Linked DNA regions of Mus musculus: regions 1 and 2 are each linked to region 3. A link is a contact called in public ChIA-PET and Hi-C data. All regions are on one chromosome and are shown on one strand. Each heading gives the region's core, a stretch centred on a gene start, on an enhancer-like site or on the middle of the called end of the contact. The rest is flanking DNA. Distances are from core to core; before and after follow the strand shown.

Evidence for each region. A called contact is a pair of places that touch in the nucleus more often than the background predicts. ChIA-PET counts read pairs in DNA pulled down with a chosen protein or histone mark.
Region 1: a Hi-C map of rod photoreceptor shows a contact between it and region 3, with 2.4 times the contacts expected there. The contact joins the promoter of Morn4 here to the enhancer-like site in region 3. A contact is called at or near these places in 14 of 39 promoter capture datasets (the 3T3-L1 cell line, 3T3-L1-derived adipocytes, the HPC-7 cell line and 9 more), 14 of 484 Hi-C or Micro-C datasets (the HPC-7 cell line, the N1E-115 cell line, bone marrow-derived macrophages and 10 more), 6 of 115 datasets of contacts at active chromatin or transcription factors (the SCID.adh cell line, bone marrow-derived macrophages, effector CD8 T cells and 2 more) and 4 of 9 other capture datasets (adipose tissue, embryonic stem cells, liver and 1 more).
Region 2: a contact with region 3 is called in an RNA polymerase II ChIA-PET map of effector CD8 T cells, with 6 read pairs. The contact joins two enhancer-like sites. A contact is called at or near these places in 4 of 39 promoter capture datasets (cranial neural crest, embryonic stem cells, neutrophils and 1 more), 20 of 484 Hi-C or Micro-C datasets (differentiating embryonic stem cells, embryonic heart, embryonic stem cells and 2 more), 3 of 115 datasets of contacts at active chromatin or transcription factors (effector CD8 T cells and embryonic stem cells) and 4 of 9 other capture datasets (adipose tissue, embryonic stem cells, liver and 1 more).

Annotation. Positions count from the first base shown.
Region 1 is chr19:42,085,108-42,087,807 of GRCm38.p6, forward strand. Morn4 (MORN repeat containing 4) reads right to left here and starts at 1,263. Exons shown (of 5, transcript NM_198108.2): 1 at 1,090-1,263.
Region 2 is chr19:41,873,223-41,875,922 of GRCm38.p6, forward strand. It overlaps Rrp12 (ribosomal RNA processing 12 homolog (S. cerevisiae)), which reads right to left. Exons shown (of 34, transcript NM_199447.2): 21 at 1,495-1,653; 22 at 1,307-1,387; 23 at 1,014-1,119; 24 at 521-628. Among named protein-coding and RNA genes, the nearest start is that of Rrp12, 22 kb to the right of the region's middle. Within about 2 kb of position 1,294, at least 25 of the 459 cell types and tissues checked have an H3K27ac peak or open chromatin away from gene starts, as enhancers often do. A contact at or near this core is called in effector CD8 T cells, where this site is marked.
Region 3 is chr19:41,968,349-41,971,048 of GRCm38.p6, forward strand. Mms19 (MMS19 cytosolic iron-sulfur assembly component) reads right to left here. Exons shown (of 31, transcript NM_028152.3): 2 at 1,355-1,403. Among named protein-coding and RNA genes, the nearest start is that of Mms19, 11 kb to the right of the region's middle. Within about 2 kb of position 1,448, at least 23 of the 459 cell types and tissues checked have an H3K27ac peak or open chromatin away from gene starts, as enhancers often do. A contact at or near this core is called in effector CD8 T cells, olfactory sensory neurons and rod photoreceptor, where this site is marked.

The DNA of each region.
Region 1 (2,700 bases), core at 13-2,512, 120 kb after region 3:
TTAAAAAAAAAAAACAAAAAAAAAAAAACAAAATAACAACAGTTCCCCCCTCCAATCTACGAATAATCATATCCCAGTTAGAGACTGTTTGGAAGTAGCCACCCAAACTACTCACACAATCTCCAAAATGTCCCCAAAACCACTTTCTTGGGTTGGCAATCTTTTAGTTATAAAGGAAGCAACCAAAAACAAACAAACAAACAAACAAAAAAAACAAAAAAAGGGAAGCAACCTTGGGTTTTTAGAACCCTAAGAGGAGAAAAAAAATGAAAGCTTTGATGAACAAATATTAGGAAACTGGAAATACTGTTTTATAAAATGTGTTTTTAAATGAATATGAAATAATTAGGTTTTGAACTTTATAATTCGAATCCCCTTCCTAGCTGGAAAGTAAACAGGGGCATTGTTACTATAAGCAGGTCTTATTTAGGAAGAATGTGGGATAGTTAGATGCAAAAAGATGAAAAGAGAACACTGGTACAGGAAGGTTTTTAAAAACACGATGAACCAAGAGTGGTGGACTCTCCGAAGTAATATTGTCTGGACACTATTTTATGCCAAGGGAAAGGAGAATGCCTGTGCTGGGCTCTAATAAAGCGAAGTTACTCAGGTTGGTACCTAAGTTGTTTGTGGATGCGGAATTGCAGAGATGACAATCCATTTCCCAAGCCTCAGTATGTGGGACCTCTCCCTACCTGTGGCACAGACGCGCCCTAGATTAAACAAAGCCCCAGACTTTCACCAGGCAACCCAGTCTTCCACTGCATTTTTCATCCCAGCCCGGCTCCGTCCTTTTTTGGGGGGGTCGGCCCCCACCACACAGGCTCTTCAGGCTCTCATGGGTCTGGCATTCCCTCCAGACACAGCCTGGCACACCCCTCTCGATAACCAGTGTTCTGTGTTCTCCGGGGCTACAACCTCTGGATCGAAATTCCAAACCCAATTTTGGGGTCCCACTCACAGCCACCTTCTGGTCAGTACAGCCAGGACAGAGGCTCGCTCCCTAGCCCAGTCACCTGCTTGCCGCCTTAGTCCCTACCTGGTGGACCGCACTCCCAGGTCCTCCTCCCACCCGCGTCGCGAGCCTACCTGAGCTTGGCTTCTGGGCGACGACTGTCACGCCCCAACGCGATGCGGGTCTCCAGCAGCTAGGATCTTTGCTGCTCTGGGCTCCCAACTGCCACTCTCCCCTCCGCCACCTCCACCCGCCTCAGCCACACTGGACGCCGCCATCCCTGACGGGCCGCACTGGGCACAATTCCTGCTGTTCATTGGCTGTTACCTAGGCAACCGCGAGCAACGCCACTCCCCATTGGTCCAGCCCTCTTTCGTGCCATCTTTGTGAGGGGCCCAGTGTTTTGGGAGTCTGGGCCAAAGATCTGAAAGAGAGGTGGGGCTGAGCCGGCTGTCCAATCTCATTAGTCCCAACAGAAAACAAGGACCCAGGTTTCCCCTCTCCAGAGACCTCCAGGCATAAACTTTAATCCTAAATAAGGCTGAACAAGTGTTCAAAGTGGCTACCCTCTCTAAAGGTTGTGATTTTTAGATGCATGAACAACTCCACCGCTAAGTATGAAGAGAAAACCTAAACCGTGCTTTAGAAGCTCAGCTTTGTAATTAATGATGCGCTGCACATTTGCATTCATAGGGAATCACTGTGTTCCACGTCTTCTGTATTTAAAATATATTGCTATTATTGGAGCAAATCTTCCCAAATACTGTTCCCGAATGTCTGTATAGCTGTATGTTTATTTATTGAAGTGCGTGTGGGCAGCAAGTTCTTCAGGGCTTGGGAAGCCAGGGTTGTCCGTCGTTGCTTCTCTCATGGAACTCATATGACATGTGTGAGGCATTGAAAGACAAAGCAAATGGCTTCAAATAGCTTTTTGGATTGGGATTTCTTCAGCTGCAGGTTAGAAAATGGTAATGATGAAAATAAGGGTGGCTTTTCAGGACCTGTATGAGAACATAACGCCAAAAGAACGGTAGTTTGAAGTTAATTTGAAAAGATTTGATTTCTGTGTTCAAATCCTATCTTCGCTACTTACAAATTGTGTATGTTTTTGAGTAACTTAGTGAGCTCTCTGGCCTGTAAAATAAGATCAGACCAATAAATTCAATATGGTATTAATAATACTCACTAGGTAATATAAGCTAAACTGTGGAATAGATTGTAGATTAAAGTGCAGTCATTGAGTCGGGCGTGGTGGCGCACGCCTTTGATCCCAGCACTCGGAAGGCAGAGGCAGGCAGATTTCTGAGTTTGAGGCCAGCCTGGTCTACAAAGTGAGTTCCAGGACAGCCAGGGCTATACAGAGAAACCCTGTCTCAAAACAAAACAAAACAAATAAGTGCAGTCATTGAAAAATAGAATGTAAAGAAAGGGATCTCTTTAGAACTTGTGTTAGGAAATATGAAGAAATGAGATTAAATCACAGATTATGTGAGACCAAATTATGGAAAGACCTATAAATTTGCAACAACAACAACAAAAGCTTGCAAAATGTAGTTTCTTTGGCCAGCAAGATGGTTTGTTGGTTTGTTGGTAAGAACAAATTACCTTGTCTCCTTGGGACACAGCATCCAACATCATTGGAGTTATAATGGGAGTTAGTGAAGCGAATCCATGTAAGATACAACGCCCAGCACATACTTAGCACTGGGTAAGCGCTCTCCATGTGTATTTCGACATAGACTTAC
Region 2 (2,700 bases), core at 44-2,543, 95 kb before region 3:
CTGTCAGATACCAGAGCCCCTCAAACCCAAGAGCCACCCACGGGTCCCCATCAGCCCTGTGCACAGGGGCTGCTGTCAGATACCTGAGCCCCTCAAACCCAAGACCCACCCAGGGGTCAGATGTTCTCAGGGCCTTTCTGGGTCTAACAGCTTGAACACCACCCATGGAGTATCCATACATCTTTTATCTTAGAGACTAGCAGGGGTTCTGAGAGGTTAGTAAAGATGCTCAAAGTTTGATGTGGTTGGTAAGAGGAGGGACCAGAACTAAGACATAGGGACAGGCCAACCCTCTTTCTGACCAATCTGACAAAAGTCCCAGGACACTGGGGCCTAAAGCTGATGGGTGGTGCGAATGTAAGGATGAAGGGAGAATGTTGTGGGAAGAGACTAGGAAGCAGACAGGCCGGGTTCTGGGTCTGTTTGCTGCATCCTGATGCTTTTCCCCATTCTGGCATCACCCTGTCCTGATGTTTGGAGCACTCTTTACCATAACAGCACCCTTCAGGTAAACACTTACCTTTGAACTCAAACAAGAGGTGGGTCAGAGCCAAAATGCTGCAACTAACTGTGGTAACTGCACCCAGAAGGCCAGGATAGATGAGGACAAGGTACCGCTGCAGAGCGTCTGAGGACAGAGAGTGGGACAGTTACTCGAAGACAGGGTGCTCAGGGATGGGTACTATTGGCCTTCAGTGCAGTCCACTCAAAGCCACAGGCAGAACAAGACAAGGCGTTCCCTCCACCTTTTCTCTTAAGACTGGACAGAGGCTTTAAGACTTTTCTCTCACTGGGCATGGTGGCGCACACCTTTAATCCCAGCACTTGGGAGGCAGAGGGAGGCGTATTTCTGAGTTCGAGGCCAGCCTGGTCTATAGAGTGAGTTCCAGGATAGCCAGGGCTACACAGAGAAACCCTGTCTCGAGAAACCAAAAAAAAAAAAAAAAAAAAGTCTTCTCTGGGCCAAGGCAGTTTGTCCACCCCAGCTCTCAGTCCACAGCCCACACTCTCACCTTCCTGGTTGGAGCCAAATCGCAGGAAAGCATGGCCCATCTCCACCAGCAAGGTAAACGCACTCTTCCTTGCACCCACTGACACCTCCTTGGTGCACAGGATCACCTGGCCAAACAGCCTTTGTCAGGACATGGAACTGAGGGGCAGCCTGGGTGAGCTCTTCACGCCTACACATGCACTAGGCAGTGAAGGGAGCGTGTGCTCCCACTGTTACCTACAGCCCTCCCTCCTCGGGCCTCTCTTGGAATCCACACTAAGAAACCACAACCCACATCCCTCCACAACCCCTCACCTCTGGGATGAGGGCAGCTATGAACTCCTCATGCTCAGCCGACAGCGTCTTCACAATATGTATGAGGCACTTCAAACGGGGCTGTGGGCACAACAACAACACCGGGGTCCTCCAGTGTCACCCTGACCCCTGGGCGTGCCTGTTGACGCCCTCCCTCCCTTGCAGACGAGGCAGCCCGGAACCCTTACCCTTTTAGCAGGCGAGGATGTGGTCCGAAGCGAGTCCAGCAGAGTCTTCTTCAGATCATCCAGGTGGCTCTGCACGAAGCGGGCTGCCGGGCCCTGAGAACTGGCACACACCTCCTCCAGCACGCGGTAGGCCTTCTTCTGTACACCGTGGACCTTGCTCTTGAGAGGGCAAACGAGACGTGGAGATAATAAGGAAGGGGACTGGGTTCCACTCCATCCTGTGACATTCCCCAAGCATCTACTAGAGAGGATTCAGAGAGAAGCTGGTCTGGAAACAGGAGCCATAGCTTCAGGGACAAAGCCAGACTGGATTTCCAAACCATTCTCACCACCACTAAATAACATATAAGGGGGCTGAGGCCAGGGCTCAGTGATTCAAAGTACTTGTTCTTTTAAAGGACCCACTTCCATTCTCAGCACCCACATGGCATCTCACAACTGTCTTAAACTCCACTTTCACAGCTTCAGGGGAGCTGCTGCCTTCTCATCTATGTGACACCAGGCACATAATGCAGGCAAAACACACATAAAATAGAATCAAATCTAAGAAAATAAAAGTAATAAATAGCAGACACCCAAGCCTGGGCACAGGCATCAGAATATAGGGAGATAGACCTGGCACTCTCTGACTAGCACGCTCTCCTCTAAGCTGAAGGAGTTCCCAGGCCTCGCCAGCTCATCCCAGCCTGCCCTGACATCTGTGTCCGCCTGCACACATCTTCCTCTAGCTACTATACAAACTGGCGGGGAGCAGGGAGACTGGTCCTCAGGAGGGTGCTACTGGGCTGAACACTGCACATTGTAAGCATTTTCGACAGGGCAGTGAGAATGAGCAAAGGCATAGGCAGGCCAGCTCTAAACAAGATCTTGGGGGTGTGGCTCAGAGGGCATGCCCAGCATCCAGGAGAACCTGAGTGCATCCAGGAAAAAAAAAAGGAAAAAGGAAAAAGAAAAGAGAAAAGAAAGAGAAAGGAGGGGCTGGTGAGGTGGCTCAGTGGGTAAGAGCACCCGACTATTCTTCCGAAGGTCCAGGGTTCAAATCCCAGCAACCACATGGTGGCTCACAACCATCCGTAACAAGATCTGACTCCCTCTTCTGGTGTGTCTGAAGATAGCTACAGTGTACTTACTATAATAATAAATAAAGTCTTTAAAAAAAAAATTTCCTTTAAAAAAAAAAGAAAGAGAAAGGAAAACCAAACGGCC
Region 3 (2,700 bases), core at 198-2,697:
TCACAGCATTAGGAACAAGGCAGCGCATGCTCAGTGAGAGACACACAGCCCGGGGCTCTATGTATCTGAAATGTCCACAGTCGGTTAGTCCATAGAGTGCTAGGGCCTGGGAAGAAGAGGGGTGAAGGGAATGGGCACTAAGGAGCAGGAGGTTCACTTTGGAGTAAAAAGGATGTTTGAATGGCTGAACGGTGACTGTGGGGAAGGATGCAGGGGGTGAGACAATTTAGTGAGCTTGGATATATCAGATATGTATGTGTGTGTATGTATAAAAATATATATTTAAAGATTTGTCTATGTGTATGGATGTTTTGCCCCTATGTATGTGTACCACATGCATGCCTAGCTCCCACGAAGCCAGAAGAGGGTGCCAGATTCCCTGAGACTGGAATTAAAGATAGTTGTGAGCTGCCATAGGAGTACGGGGAACTGAACCTGGGTCCTCTGGAAGAGCAGCCTGCATTTTTCACTACTGATCCATCTCTCTAGCCCTGTGTCAATTACGTTTTCAATAAAACTATTATTAAAAAAAAATAATGCTGAGTGGTAGCAGTACAACTTTAATCCCAGCACTCAGGAAGCAGAAGCAGGCGGATTTCTGAGTCTGAGGCCAGCCTGGTCTATGGAGTAAGTTCAAGGACAGCCAGAGCTACCTAGAGAGACCCTGTCTCCAAACCAAACCAAACCACACCAAAGCAAAAAAAAAAAAAACCTAGGGCCATGAGAGAGCAACCAGAAAAGCTAAGTAGTCTGTTCTGTGTAAGATGTGGCAGTTTTTAAGACTTCCTTTATCTGTTTTGATTTGTTTTTCCTATTTCAGAAGCATGCGTTTTGAATAATAACTTATTAATAAGACTGGTCAACATAAGTGGTCTGTGGTCTGAGATTTGAGGAAAGCAAGCCCTAGACTACAAGCATGTATCTAATCTGATTCTCAGAAGCCCAGGTTATAACACTCTTCTTTGACTCGCACAGTCAGAGTCTGGGGATCTGGCACAGTCATCCTCCAGACAGGGAGACAGGACCTATCGGATGTCGAAGCCATCTGCGGCAGCTAGACTCCTGAGGGATTAGGTGGATCTAAGGAAGCACAGAGGGTTGGCGTTCCGATGAGACAACAGTGGAAGGCCGTAGCCACCCGTTTTACCTAAACCTGCAGGCTGAGTCAGAACCTGATGTGGATTACAGGTTGTACCTTTCTAAGAGGAACAACCCAAGACCAGCTTAGACTGAGTGCTGACATGGATCAGAAGCCTTCAACTACAAGGGAAAAAAAATCAGGTTCTAGGGAGGGAATAATGCATGGAAGTATCTAGGCAAGACTGGAAGCATATTCTAAAAGAGAGGGGCTTACCCAAGGGCTTCTACTACTTGTAACACTGTATAGCCACCGGACTTCACATCTAGAAGAAATCGAAAGAAATACGAAAAAGTTAAAACAGGGTTCGATGGTTGAGTGCTTCCTGTTTACACCGCGCCCTGTGCTAGGAGACTACACACTGCTGAGTAAGACCCCTCCTAGACAAGAAAGAAGCTGCCACATTTCAAATATGCAGTCGCAAGTTTTTTTTTTTTTTTAAATAAGCATTTTCATCTTTAACTGAAATGATTGTATAGGCAGAAAGGCCAGATTAAAGAATAAGCTGGCTACATATAAATTAGTATTATCAAATAAAAACCCTTTGTGTATATATACACACAACAGTCTATATAAAACAGCATAAAAGATGAATGGGGACAAATGGCACAAAGGCAAAACAAATAAACAAAACCATTGCTGAAGGTGTAGCTCAGCTGACCAAGTGCTGACCTGGCCTGCACTGAGAGCCCTGAGCTCAATTCCTAACAGTGACTAACCCAGCAGCTAGCACAGCCACGTAAGGGGTAGAGGAGGGGTAGATCAGGGAGACCAAGAGAAAGAAAGGAACTAGATAGAAATTCAGGCCAGGCGGTGGTGGCACATGACTTTAATCCCAGCACTCGGGAGGTAGAGGCAGGCGGATTTCTGAGTTTGAGGCCAGCCTGGTCTATTGAGTGAGTTCCAGGATAGCCAGGGCTATACAGAGAAATCCTGTCCTGAAACCCCCCCCTCAAAAAAGATATTTAGCAAAACTGTACATTTAAAAGGCACTCAATGCTCTGGCTTCATACCTGTCAGGATGCTGCTGCTTACAAAACAGACAAGAGACAAGGGTTGGAAGGACAGACAGAAACGGGAGTATGTACAAACTTCGTTGGTGAGAATGTAAACTAGTACAGTTGCTATGGAAAAAAAAAGAGTATGGAGGTGCCTCAAAAAGAGAAAAAAAAAAGCCTCTACAACCCAGCTATAACACTCCTGTTTCATATACAAAGGAAATAAATTAATATCCGCAAAGAGTGTCATATGCCCACGTTCCCTGTAGCATTGTTCACAATAGCTCACATGTGAAATAAGACTGAAGTAGCTATATGTGTGTGTGTACACTGAAAATCGGACAAGATCGTAACACAGAACAGTGTTATACTGTCCATGGTTATAGTATGTGCACAGAATACTTTATTATAATAATAATAAGTGCTAGGATTGAAGGCACATAGCACCACACCTGGCCTTGGGATAGTTTTAGATTAACAGAAAAGTTGCAAAGACAATGCAGAGTTTCTGTACAACCTTCTCCCAGTCTCCCCATTTTATCAGCGGACACAGTACATTTGTCA